Regions from separate parts of the Mus musculus genome. Here regions 2 and 3 are each linked to region 1. Evidence: chromatin contacts called from public promoter capture Hi-C data. All regions are on one chromosome and are shown on one strand. The core of a region is the stretch at or near the end of the contact, and the rest is flanking DNA. Distances in the headings are between cores, read along the strand shown.

Evidence for each region. Promoter capture Hi-C pulls out the DNA fragments that hold promoters and counts their contacts.
Region 2: a promoter capture Hi-C map of liver shows a contact between it and region 1, with 3 times the contacts expected there. The contact joins the promoter of Ddx46 here to the promoter of Thoc3 in region 1. A contact is called at or near these places in 3 of 39 promoter capture datasets (the C10 cell line, liver and pre-B cells) and 1 of 484 Hi-C or Micro-C datasets (B cells).
Region 3: a contact with region 1 is called in a promoter capture Hi-C map of liver, with 2.1 times the contacts expected there. The contact joins the promoter of Fam193b here to the promoter of Thoc3 in region 1. A contact is called at or near these places in 3 of 39 promoter capture datasets (liver and pre-B cells).

The regions. Positions count from the first base shown.
Region 1 is chr13:54,466,762-54,471,323 of GRCm38.p6, reverse strand. It overlaps Thoc3 (THO complex 3), which reads left to right and starts at 2,484. Exons shown (of 6, transcript NM_028597.3): 1 at 2,484-2,783; 2 at 3,342-3,498. The coding sequence starts at 2,517.
Region 2 is chr13:55,632,431-55,636,992 of GRCm38.p6, reverse strand. It overlaps Ddx46 (DEAD box helicase 46), which reads right to left and starts at 1,994. Exons shown (of 23, transcript NM_001282055.1): 1 at 1,798-1,994. The coding sequence starts at 1,814.
Region 3 is chr13:55,569,108-55,573,669 of GRCm38.p6, reverse strand. Fam193b (family with sequence similarity 193, member B) reads left to right here and starts at 2,550. Exons shown (of 11, transcript NM_145382.4): 1 at 2,550-3,965. It overlaps Gm31364 (a long non-coding RNA gene), which reads right to left and starts at 2,574. Exons shown (of 2, transcript XR_873486.2): 1 at 2,245-2,574.

The DNA.
Region 1 (4,562 bases), core at 1,235-3,734:
CTCTTTAATTGTTTTATAACACTACCCAAAGAAAGTGCACAGTGCATAATGAAGATTGTATAGGGATATTCATTGCAATAATTCATTAAGGAAGCAACTGAATTAAACTATTATACTTCTCCAACTGAGCTATTGTGCAAGACCCCTTCTCAAGGAAAAAAAAGAAAAGAACAAAAATCAATCCCCAACTAGAAGTCTATATATATTTATGAAAGACAGCAAATTATGTAAGGAAGGCTGCATCATCCCATAAACCCTGCAGCGTCTTTGCAAGGTCACACATTTTTTTTTCCTTTTCCTTTTTTTTTTTTTCCTTAAATTTTTATGTGAAGGAGGATTTTTGCATGGGGCCTGGGACGCCAGAAGAAGGCGCTAGATCTCCTGGAACCAGAGTTACCAAGAGTTGTGGGCCACTTTGTGGGTGCCTGGGGAGGGAACAGCAATCCTCTGCTAGGACAGCAAGTGCTCTTAAACAGAGAGCCATCTCTCTATCGATTCTATTTTCCTTAAAAAAAAAAAATTAAAGATACTATTAGCTAGGCATGGTGGAGCACTCTTTTAATCCTAGCACTTGGGAAGCAGAGGCACATGGACCTCAGAGTTCAAGGCCAACCTGGTCTACAGAGGAAGTTCCTGGACAGCCAGGAATACACAGAGAAATCTTGTCGTAAACCCCCCTTCCCCATCAAAAATTATATTTTTTCTTGTGAATATTCATTGTGTAGGGTACTGTTATATAAGGATTTCTTTCTTTCATTTTCTCACATTTTATTTAGTAAATATTGGGTGCCTACTATGTGCAAAATACCAGTGGAGGGGGCCAAGACTGCTGGGTCATAAAAACAATGGAATGACAGATTTCAAGAAATTATATTCAGGTAGGGAGATAGCTATTACTGAAAGTAACAGAAGAGAATATGTAGGGAAAATACACAGGAATTCCAGTCCCAGACAGAGTACAGAACACGGTATTCAGGGATAGACCCATTTAAAATGATTTCATGGATATGCATGTGTGAGTACACGTGTGTATGTGGGGGCCAGAGGACAACACGGAGGTGGTTCTGAGGCACCATCCCTTGTTCTGTTTTGAGAAAGGGTCACTCATTAGCCCGGGACTTGCCAAGGAAGTTAGACAGCTAGCCAGTGAGTCCTAGGGATCTGCCTGTCCCTGTCTCCCCAGTGATGGGGTTATAAGCCTGCGACACCACAGCTGGCTTCATAAGGACATTTTCACACGAATATTTGTTGGATATATTCCTCTGGTGTCCCCTATCCCTGCACAGTTCTTCTCCAGTGCTTGGCGAATCCTGGCTGTGCACCATTGTTTTTTTCCACCCGGGTATCTTTTGGTTTAACAGAGACATAAGTGGGAGGATCAGAGATGTGAGCATGGCACACAAAATGGTCATTGTACTTTCCGCTATTTTCTTTTAGTTTACTATCATGTATATACAATATCCTTTAACAACCAAGATCAAAAGACAGAAAAACGTCTTGGGAGGCAGAGGCAGGCGGATGTCTGTGTGTTCGAGGCCAGCCTGGTCTGTAGAGTGAGTTCCAGGGCAGTCAGGGATACACTGAGAAGCCCTGTCTTCAAAAACTAAAAACAAAAACAAAACCCCCGAACAAACCAAATCTCAAATTAACCGAACAACTTTTCCCAAGTCCAACCGACAAACCCACATTTCTTTTTTCTTTTTTTTTTCTTTTTTTTTTTTTTTTTTTTTTTTTTTTGGTTTTTCGAGACAGGGTTTCTCTGTATAGCCCTGGCTGTCCTGGAGCTCACGTTGTAGACCAGGCTGGCCTCGAACTCAGAAATCCGCCTGCCTCTGCCTCCCGAGTGGTGGGATTAAAGGCGTGCGCCACCACGCCCGGCTCAAACCCACATTTCTTATCAATTCCTTCATTCCACAAACATCTAACCTTTCTCCAGGAGCGACAACTTGCAATGGCCTTTTGCTTTAAGGGCACGATGAGGACCTTACAGTGAAAAACAACTCTAGAAAAAAGATATTTTACATGCAGGTAAACTGGAGGATTTATCTTGACTCTCTTTTTTGAATAAGCAAGGCTACCAAGAAACTGGTAAGAAGACCATTTAAAAAAAAAGTTGAACTCTTGGTGGGGGGTGGGGAGGGGGAGGGAAGCAAGTCGGGCAGTGGTGGCACACGCCTTTAATCCCAGCACTTGGGAGGCAGAGACAGGCAGTTTTCTGAGTTAGAGGCCAGCCTGGTCTAGAGTGAGTTCCAGGACAGCCAGGAAACAAACAAAGAAACCCTGTCTCGAAAACAAAACAAAACAAAACAAACCAAACAAAAAAAAGCGAATTTAAGGAAGAATCAGTCCTATTTCAAAAGGGAAAGGTGGACGCGCGCTGCATGGCGGGATTTGTAGTTCCGCGAGTGAGAGGCGCCAGCGCGGAGCGACGCGGCGCTTTTTCGGCGCATGTGCAGGGCGACGGCGCCAGACTCAGAGTATCCAGCTTCCGGCGCGCGGTCCGTGAGGAGGGAGGCATGGCGGCGCCCGCTGCGGTCCTGGGCCCCTCGGCCCTCGGCCAGAGCGGCCCCGGCTCGATGGCGCCCTGGTGCTCAGTGAGCAGTGGCCCGTCTCGTTACGTGCTCGGGATGCAGGAGCTCTTCCGAGGCCACAGCAAGACGCGCGAATTCCCGGCGCACAGTGCTAAGGTGCACTCGGTCGCCTGGAGCTGCGATGGCCGTCGCTTGGCCTCGGGGTCCTTCGACAAGACTGCCAGCGTGTTCTTGCTGGAGAAGGACCGGCTGGTGAGCTTGTAGGGCACGGGCTTGGCGGAGAAGAGGGCTGTGTGCGGAGGGAGAAAAAGCAGGAGAGGTAGGGGTATGGCCTGTCGTTGGCGGTGATGAGGAAGGGGTTTGGGGCTGGAAGAGTTGGAATGACGAAGGGGGTGAGGCTGCCTGGCGGAGAGCAGAGAGCGAACTTAGTGGCAGTAAAGAGGTGTGGCGACGTGGCTGCGGGCCGGGGGAGGTTGAAGTCAGGTGGCAGAAAGTGGTGAGGGTCTAGAAGAGCCCTGGTGACGAGTGGCTAGGGACTAATGGGGTGGTAGAGCCCCTAGGGTGGAGAGGAAGGCTTTATTTGAAAATGATAGCGCAGGACAGGTTGGTTGAGGTGGTGGTGGAAAAAGAAAGAAGGGAGGCCAGGAAGGGCCAATGTCAAAGCTCAGAGAGGTTCATGGGGGGGGGGGGGAGGGGGTGTTGTAGTTTTGGAAAAAGAATTAGATTTCTGTTTTGAATTATCCAGATCTTTGCTGGTTTCAAGGCACCACTGTTTGGATAAAAGTGGCATCTGGATTCTGTTCTTTTAAGGTCAAAGAAAACAACTACCGGGGCCACGGAGATAGTGTGGACCAGCTTTGTTGGCACCCAAGCAACCCTGACCTCTTTGTCACCGCATCTGGAGATAAAACCATTCGCATCTGGGATGTGAGGACTACAAAATGCATCGCCACTGTGAATACGAAAGGTGAGTTCAGAGAGAGGGGGTTCTGGAGGAAAAGCTAGTGTGATCTGCAGCAAGCATCTTTGTAGCAAGTGCAGGTTATCAGGATGGGTTGTATGTGTCTGTCTGGAGAAGACAGGAACAGAACAGAGCACTTTTCTGGCAGGCTGTAGATGTATAGGAGAGCAGTGGAAACTATACAAGAGTAGTATGTGCAGAGGCGTGGAGAGTTTGGGAGATTCAGGCAGGTTACAATGGCTGAGAAACCATGGGCGATCTGGAAAGTTGTGCGTTTTGTTTAAAGGCTGTGTTCAAAGAAGCAGTGTGGTAGTTTGAGTAGGCTTGGCCCAGGGCATGGCACTATTAGGTGTGGCCTTGTTGGAGGAAGCGTGTCACTGTGGGTGTGGGCTTTAAGACCCTTATCCTGGCTTACCTGGAAGCCATTCTTCTGTATGCCTTTGGATTAAGACGTAGAACTCTTAGCTCCTCCTGCTCCATGTCTGGTTGAATGCTACCATGGTCCCACCTTGATGATACTTGACTGAACCTCTGAACCTGTAAGCCAGCTCCAATTAAATGTTGTTCTTTATAAGAGTTGCCTCGGTCATGGTGTCTCTTCACAGCAGTAAAACCCAAAGTAAGGCAGGCAGTTTTGTTGATTTTAGATTTTTTTTTTAATTTTCATCTGTGTGTGTGTGTGTGTGTGTGTGTACGTGTGTACGTACACGTACCACATGTGTATAGGTGCTGGAAGAAGGCGTCTTGTCCTCTATAAATGTAGTTATAGGTGATTGTGAATTGTGGGTACAGGGAATTGAACTTGGGTCTCCAGGGAAAAAAACCCAAGTGTTCTTAACCACTGAGCCATTTCTAGCCCCACAGGGGAGAAAATGTGTGTGTGTGTGTATACACACACACATACATATATATACATATATATGTACACATATATTTTTGAGGGGGAGACAGGGTTTCTTTGTGTAGCCCTGGCTATCCTAGAACTCACGGTGTAGACTAGGCTAGACTCATGAACTGAGAGATCCACCTGCCTTTGCCTCCCATGTGCTGGGTTTAAAGGCATGTATCAT
Region 2 (4,562 bases), core at 745-3,244, 1.2 Mb before region 1:
AAAGGAAAAAGTTACCGGAAGATGTTTAAGCATGACTATTTTTAAAGTTATCACTCAAGAATCAGGTATGCAATGCCAGCACTCAGGGGTGGAGGCAGTGCCTCTGGCAGTTGGAAGCGCAGCTTGTATCTATAAAAACGAAAGTATTGTCTTGTTGCTGAGCACAGAACAGATCAAACGGAGGAGGCAACAGGAGGAGAGAAACCATGAGACTGAAGCAAGCATCCGGCTTCAGAGAAGCCCCGCTTAGGTCAGAATAGCGAGAGTAGATGCTGAGAAATACCAAGATCTCCAGTGGAGATAAAACATAGAAGCCCAAAACACTAGCACTGACTCATCTTAATTATGAATTAAATACCAAGTATGAGGGCAAGAGAGAAGGGCTGGGTGTCTCCACATGGGACCAGAATAAGCAGGAAAGGGAGGCTGTGCTGAGGGGAGAGGCCATGGTCGTCCAGCCCATGTTCCGAATGTGTGAGGCCCTGACATCAGCTCATAGCAGCCTTCCTCGCCATCACTGAAGGCTGCCATTACTAGGAATCAACAATCCATTCGCTTTCTGAGCCTTCTCAGGATCTACCTAGAAAGCTCCAGATGAGCGGAAGCCAGGCACCACAGGAAGTCAACTGTACGCAGGTAAATGGGTGAAAAGGACCTTCTGCGAAAGGTCTGGGGAGTCTGAATTTCCTCTTGAAAGTAACAGGATCCAACAGATACTAAGTCAAAAAATGGCAAGGTCTTATTGTTATTTTGATTCCAGCAATACAAATATAATAATTATAACAGCAAGATCAAGAAAGGTAATTCAGGCCGGGTGTGGTGGCGCACGCCTTTAATCCCAGCACTCAGGAGGCAGAGGCAGGCAGATTTCTGAATTCGAGGCCAGCCTAGTCTACAAAGTAAGTTCCAGAACAGCCAGGGCTATACAGAGAAACCCTGTCTCGGACCCCCCACCCCCCCAAAAAAAGAACCATGGTCACTGGCAATACACCCTTTATACGGAAGATGCTACAGGTTTTTTTGGTTTGCAAAAATTTCAAGCTGCTCCACTCACACTTGGCTTGTTTCCCTGAACCTAAGTTTTAACCCAGTACGCCAAGTTTTCATTCTCCCTACACAGTGAACCACAGTACCTTTCAGACTGGCTACATACATACCAGTCATCTCATCTTTCAAGATGATGATTATAATAATAGTAGTAGTAGTAATAATATCATCATCATCTACCTCAAGGTCCTAATCCGTTATTAAAACCTAAAGTTTTGAAGACACCGTAAGGTGCCCGCGTGAAAGGTTTCACAAAGAAGCAGGCAACATAGTAACAAAATGTATCCGCGGAATAAATGGCCATGGAACAGGTGTTTTTGTTGTAACCCAATAAAAGCCGGTCCTGCACATATAGCAGGTGCGTAAAAAAGGCCTGCATACGCTCCTTCTAAATGACTTAGGCAGAGAGGCCCACGTGCGCACGAAAGTAACCCAGAGTGGAGGCAAACAATGTTGTGAAGACGAAGAGGAACGGGAGTGAACCGGCTCTGGGTTGACCCGGGGGATGAGGCGGGAGGCTCCGTGATGGGCGGGGTGGGGTCAGGGGGACTGTTCCCGCTCAGGGCTCGACCGGTGGTCGCAAGCTCACGGCAATCGGCTGCCCTGCATGCCAGCTGCGCCTCGTCACAGCCCGGGTGACCGGGTCCTCAGCAGCCACACGCGCGGCCACCCGCACTCTACCCGCAGCGCCGCTCCCTCCACCCGCTCGCTCCCCTCCGAGCCCAAGAAGCCGCTCGCCCGCGGACTCACCGAGACTCCCGGCCCATGCTGCCGGCCAGCAGAAGGCCTGCGCCCTCGGGGACGATGCGCAGGCCTATGAAGAGGACAAAGGAGGGAGGCAGCAAGCTCTCACGGTACCGAGCGAGGACCGGTCCTACGAAATGGACAGAGCTCCAGCAGTGACCGCCATCAGAGCGTGGCCAACGAAAACAGGATGTGCTGGTGCCGGGGTGCGGAAGGAAGGAGCGGGCGGAAGGAAGCGGCTGCTTCTCCAGAGCGCCACCAACCGACTGGAGGCCGCGCGGCGCGGGCTGCGCCGGCAGCAACAACTTACTTTTCTAGCGCAACCCGCAGCCCTTTTTGGCGCTATGGAGTGTGCCATCAGCCAGGTCAGCCTTGCAAAGGGTCTTCGCTGCAGACCACCGAGGAACCTAATGCAGCCTGCGGCTCTCCCAGGGAGTGTGTCTGTTTGCCTTAATCTGCATTAACTAATGCTCCTGTCTCCTTATATGCTCCGTACTGAGTCACTTATGTGTATGCCAGATCCTGACAACTAATAGTAGTGATGTGTCTTCGACACAAGGAGCATCATACTGAAGAGGAAAGACTCTTCAATATGAGATGTGAAGACTTAGAATCTACAGAACAGAGATAAACTGCACTAAGGATTATAATAGTTCTTAACACTGGGAAGCTTTCGGGGCAGGGGGGAATACATGATCCGTTCAACCGCTCAGGAAATGGGGCCCAAAGGCACCAGACAAAAAGCACGGGCCTCCCTCTTGCTCTGGCTCTTTGTCTGGATCACTCCATTTCTGCTTATTATCTTTATATTCACATTTTGACCTGTCCTTTAAGTGTTTTACTTACCGAACTTACCCCTATACTGGAACAAAGAAGCCCTCCCAAAGGATTTCCTATGCCTACAAACACCTCAAATGACCAATCAGATTAAAGACAACCTGGCCTTGGTAGAACAAAGCAAAGCAAGAGCAAATAGATTCCCTACCTACAGAGGTCCTCCAAGACTGCAAAAGACTAACTTCATGACTGCAAAAAATGGAGGCGTCTATGCCTTCCTAGGAAAAGGATGTTTTCATGAAAACCAATTAGGCCTAATAAAGGGAACCACTGAGCAACTATTTTAAAACAAACTCAAAACCAGAAAAGGAACAGACAATGCATTCTAGAAGAACACCTGGATGCCTGGGGCCATGCATCACACCATTGGCAGGTGCGGTCATTGGTTTTTGGTTGGCTGGTTGGTTGGTTGGTTGGTTGGTTTTCTGAGACAGGGTTTCTCTGTGTAGCCCTGGCTGTCCTGGAACTCACTCTGTAGACCAGGCTGGCCTCGAACTCAGAAATCCATCTGCCTCTGCCTCCCAAGTGCTGGGATTAAAGTCATGCGTCACTACTGCCTGGCCTATTTTTGTTTGTTTGTTTGTTTGTTTTCTTTGTTTATTGAGACAGGCTTTCTCTGTGTAGCCCTGGCTGTCCTGGAACTCACTCTGTAGACCAGAATTTTGGTTTCTTTTTTTTTTTTTTTTTTTTTCTTTTTTTCAAGACAGGGTTTCTCTGTAGCCCTGGCTATCCTGGAACTCACTCTGTAGACCAGGTTGGCCTCGAACTCAAAAATCCACCTGCCTCTGCCTCCCAAGTGCTGGGATTAAAAGTGTGTGCCACCACTGCCCAGCCAAATTTAACATTTCTGTTCGAGTTTGGTTTTAAAAGATACTCTGCATAGCTAAAAAGATTTCTCAGAGGTAAAGAGCCCTTGTTGCTCCTGCGGAAGATCTGGGTTCGATTCCCATTACAGACACGGTGGTTCAGAACCATTCATAACTCTAATTCCAGGGGCTCCAATGCTCTCTTCTTACCTCCCTAAGCACCAAGCACACATATGGTATAAATACATACAGGCAGGCAAAACACACAAGATAAAATGAATAAATCTAATAGGAACAATCTTAAAAGACATGTAGCTCAATGTCAGACCACCAAGCTGGTGTGCACAAGGCCTGAGTTTGGTTGCAGCACAGAAAGTCAAGGCAAAAGACAAAGACACACTTGTGAGAATGTACAAGAGAAAATTCCCAACTATGACTGTGACTAGAGAAGCACATTTTTGGTAGAGCTGGAGAGGCAGGTACACAGTTAAGAGCAATTGCTGTCTGCTCTTGCAGAGGACTTTTGATTCAGTTCCCAGTCCCCACAGGGCCGCTCGCAACTGTTTACAACTCCAGGGGATTCATCTGACTCCCTCTTCAGGCCTCTGCAAGTACCAGACATGCACAAGGTACACAGGCAAACATGCAGGCAGGACACGCAGACACATCAAATAAAACTAAATCTAAACAAAAAAGAGATGAATACAAGATGCATAGAATATAAACCTTTAAAAAAATGCATAGGGCTGGAGAGATGGCTTAGTGGGTAAGAGCACTGACTGCTCTTCCGAAGGTTCTGAGTTCAAATCCCAGCAACCACATGGTGGCTCACAACCATCTGTAATGAGATCTGATGCCCTCTTCTGGGGTATCTGAAGACAGATAGTGTACTTACCTATAATAAATAAATAAATCTTTAAAAAATAACGTATAAATACTTGGGTAACTGCCCACCCCTCAAACGTCAGCGTTAGTGCTAGGCAGGCATCCTGTCTCCAAGCTCCACTACGGCCCACGGGTACAAACTGTAACCACGTCTCCCTTTAAATATGTACGTGTACATCGACTCAAGAAACGATACATCTAGCTACCTCTTTCAGGCTTTGTGTTCAAATTTTTAAAAATAAA
Region 3 (4,562 bases), core at 1,301-3,800, 1.1 Mb before region 1:
CATAATAATGCCAATACCAATTCTGGACTACATTTGGATCTCTGGGTACAGAATTCATCACTTAAATACACAGTGCTCAAAAACATCCTCAATATTGCCCCTTTTTAGTCTAGAAAAGGACTTTCTCTTAGATTAGTAAGGTATATATAATAAGAACAGTTATGGAAGCTATCAGGTAAAATTACTGTTGCTAACTGTTTCTAATGCTTTGTCTTATTTAGACTCTCACAAGCATTGTTTCCAGACACTGAGGGTCCATAGCTGGCTTTGATCAAGAATTGCCGTGCTGGGCGTGGTGGCACACGCCTTTAATCCCAGCACTCGGGAGGCAGAGGCAGGCAGATTTCTGAGTTCAAGACCAGCCTGGTCTACAAAGTGAGTTCCAGGACAGCTAGGGTTATACAGAGAAACCCTGTCTTGAAAAAAATCAAAACAAAAAACCAAAAAAAAAAAAACAAAAACAAAACCCAAAAAATAAAAATTAATCATTGGCTGGAGAGATGGCTCAGCAGTTAAGAGCACTGACTGCTCTTCCAGAAGTCCTGAGTTCAATTCCCAGCAACCACATGATGGCTCATAACCATCTGTAATGGGATCCGATGCCCTCTTCTGGTGTGTCTGAAGACAGCTACAATGTACTCATATACATAAAATAAATCCTAAAAATAAATTAAAGTCAGGGTTTCTATTTCTACACAAAACATCATGACCAAGAAGCAAGTTGGGGAGGAAAGGGTTTATTCAACTTATACTTCCACATTGCTGTTTTTCACCAAAGGATGTCAGGACTGGAACTCAAGCAGGTCAGGAAGCAGGAACTGATGCAGAGGCCATGGAGGGGTGCTGCTTACTGGCTTGCTCTTTTATAGAACCCAAAACTACCAGGCCTGGCATGGCACCACCCACAGTGGGCCCTTTCACCCTAGATCACTAATTGAGAAAATGTCTTACAGCTGGATCTCATGGAGGCATTTCCTCACCTGAAGCTCCTTTCTCTGTGATAACTCCAGCTTGTGTCAAGTTGACACACAAGTACACGTATGCGCGCGCGCGCGTACACACACACACACACACACACACACACACACACACACACACAGAAATGTTGGGCCTGAGGTCACACAAATAATGAGGCACAGGCCGCCACAATCCAAAGTCAAACAAAAGCAGCTTTTATTCACCAAGGGAAACTCTCACCAAGAGATCTAGCTGGACTAGAGATGCAGTTAGGCTCGGGAGCTGAAGCAATGAGCCCAAGAAGTGGGCTCACAGGCCTTTTAAAGCAGAAAACCACAACCAGGTATGAAGTGGAAGATTAGGGTGAGGGTCTAGGCAACCTTTACCATGGTTGGTTGTGGTTAGGGGGCTTTCCAGAGGTCCTGGTTCCTGATTGGTCTGTGGTGGCCCCTAGGTATTCCAGGGAAAGAAGGGTGGCAACTGTTTCAGGATCTTGGAGAAAAGGCCAGATGTTCCTCCCCTTCCCTGAGTGGTAGACTCTAGAACATTTGTGGTTTTTCTTGGAATTGGGGCCATGCAAAACGGAGGACAGACTTCAAGATGGAGCAAGTTAGGCCAAAGAAGTTTAACCCAGTCCCACCGACACACACACATACACACACATACCTATTAAAACAATAAGATAAATAGAGCAATTTTTAAAAATTGATTTACTTCTTGGTAGTCAAAGTTTCAGATTTTGTTCTGATTGATGTTATCAATATAAATTCCACGTGTAACTACTAAAAAGTTCCAGTTTCACTCGACAAGGCATAAGACAGCATTGGAAACTTAAAAAAAAAATACATATATTTTTTTGTTCCATGTGCCTGAATTTTTCTCCCCCTGTGGGAAGAAAATGGGTGGAGATGACATATTAACAACTAAAATGCTGAGCTATTAAAACATTTCTAATTTTGCTTTGTGGGTTAAAGACCTCTCTCGCACATACCACTTAAAAAAAAAAAAAAACATTGCCAGAGTATGTGCTTTAATCATTTCATCCTTGTCACGCCGATCCTATTATCTATTTAAGTGACCCCCTTCCCCATCAGCCTCAAGAACGACCTGAGTCTGGGTCCTGCAGTTCTGAGCACAGAACGTGGGGCTCCCAGTAAACGACAAGTAAAGACCTGCCTATTCTTTCGCCTCAGGCTGACCACAGGTGTGGTGGGATGATATCTAGGAATCTATGGTAGGCATTTTGCAGCCAGTGCTTGTCCATTGCAAAATGGGAATAATTCGTACCTGTTTCCAAGTGATTTAGGGAGGAGCCAAGAGATGAGCGTGAAAAGTTCGCAGCAAAAAGATTAGTAACTCACTCATTATTTAATGGATAATTAAGCTCCTAGGCCCGCTATTACAGAGCCCAATGTGTTTCTCCAGCCGATCGCAGCCTTTCGGACTAGTGCTTAGGACAGGATCTCGCCCGGGGCTGGTCTCCTGCGAAGCCCAGCGAGGTGGCCTTATTAAAAATGGCGCTGGCGGCTTCCGTGGCGACTGCGGCGGCGCGGACTGAGTGTGCCCTCTGACCTGTTGGCAGCAGGCGGGGAGGGGCGCCGGGCGCCGCCATATTGGCTGTTGTCCTGTGAGGGGAGCGGCGGCGGCGGCGGCGGCGGCGGCGGCGGCGGCGGCGGCGGAGGCGCGAGAGGAGCCAGCGAGCGGGGGAGCGGCGCAAGAGGCAGCATGACTCGGAGGCGGAGCAGGCCAAGCGGCGGCGCGGGCCGGCGGGAGCGGGCGCGGGCCGCGGGGCTGCAGAAGCCCCAGGCGCCCGAGCCGCAGCCGCCGCCGCCGAGCCTGGAAGCGGGAGCCGGTGCAGGGCCCCCGGAGGTGCCCGCCGAGCTGGATTGCGACGGTCCCCGAGAGGAAGAAGAGCCCAAGCTGGCTCCAGGCCCTCAGGTAGGATCGAGCAAAACGACTCCGACTGCCGGGCTGCTTACACCTCCCCAGAGCGGGAGCGGGAGTGGGGCGGGAGTGGGCATGGACCATACTGTGGGTCTGGGACCAAATCCCAAGTCCGGGGCAGATGCTTTCAACCCGCTTGCCGGGAGTGGAAGCTGGACCCCTCTCCAAAGCCAAAGCTCAGCCAACCCTCTTGCGACCCTTGTAAAGCTACCCGTTCAGGCCCTGCTCCGGAGCTAAATCTTCTGACCATTTATGCTCTCTGGGACTCGCTCAGGTCCCGAGACCACCGCTTAGTTCTCTGCCCTCCACTTCCCTTTGGAGCCACCTGATTCCCCCCTATCCCCTAGCCCCTAAAAGACCATCATCTCAGGGCGCTGGAACCTGCAAGGCTGCAGCCTCTGTGCGCCCCTCCACCCCCGCCCCCAGCAGCTTCATCCCTTCCCCTGCACGGTCTGCAGCCGCTACCCTCAACAGCTGTACCTCTCTGCATCTGCCTTCCGGGACCTCTCTCCTTTCCCTACCCAGCAGAACAGTTGGCGGCCCCAAAGACTGTTAGAATAACTCCACTAAAGAGGAAACCCTTGTTCTCCTCCTATCTCCTGTCCCATAAGGAGCCCCCACTCCCACCTCCAACCCCCGCCAGTCCACTAGTTTGGTGAATCCTGCGAGACTAAGAGTATTTGGGAGGATTCTCGGAAGCTTCCAGCTTGCCACCTGGAAGGTCACTTTCTTTTGAGCAAAAAGGAGCAAACAGGAGAGGCGGGGGTGGCGTGGGCCACAGTTGCTCAGGGAGGGTTGTGGCACCCGGGGCTGGGTGGCTCACCCTAAGCTTGCTCTGACAAAAGAGTTTTGAGTTGGTTTTTTGGCTGAGCCTGCCAAGGAAGGCAGGCCCCTGCAGGAGTCTTGGAGGGTCGGATGCAGCGCCCGGATGAGGACGAGGCGTGGCGGAAGATGCGTTTGGCTCTGCAGACACTGCATCGGGCAGCAGGGGACTCTGGGAGGCTGGTGCAGCCTGAAGGCATGGCTCTTGACAGCCTTCTAGTAGAATCTCTGGAATTGTGCATGTGAGTGGGGATGCCATTTGGGGTACCATTCCTGGAACGCTTTCCCTGACCTCCCCAGTTAAACCAAGTGCCCCCTCTGTGCCCACCACCCTCTTTGCTTCCCTTCAATGGCACCACTCCTTCTGTGATGAAACTTGTTGATGTGTCTGTCCCAAGCACTGAACAGTGAACACCACGGGCTGGGAGGATGCCCTTCGTGGGCTCCTCCACGCCTGTCCCAGGCTTTGCCTTTATGGAGAAGTAACTAGGTGAAGGAGGGGAAGGTTGAATCAGGCTAGAACCTGCACTTATTGTAACCTACTTTTGATGCTGGTCTCCTTTGTGTCTCGTATCACGGTGAGAGGATTTTTAATTAATGAAAGTATCTCAACTTCTTGGATGTCAGAAGCATACCCAACATCCCGCTCTGCAGCCTAGGCTGTCACAGGTTGCCCTGTGCTCCTGCTGGGTCTCCATTTCAACCAGACATTGCTTCCCCTTCTTACCTGTTTTGACCACCCCCCATCCCCGCCCCCAAAGAGTGTTGTTATCTAGAAGAGAACCATGCAGCTAGCTGTCTGTTTTCCTCTTTCTTTCCCATTCAGACATACAGTGCTC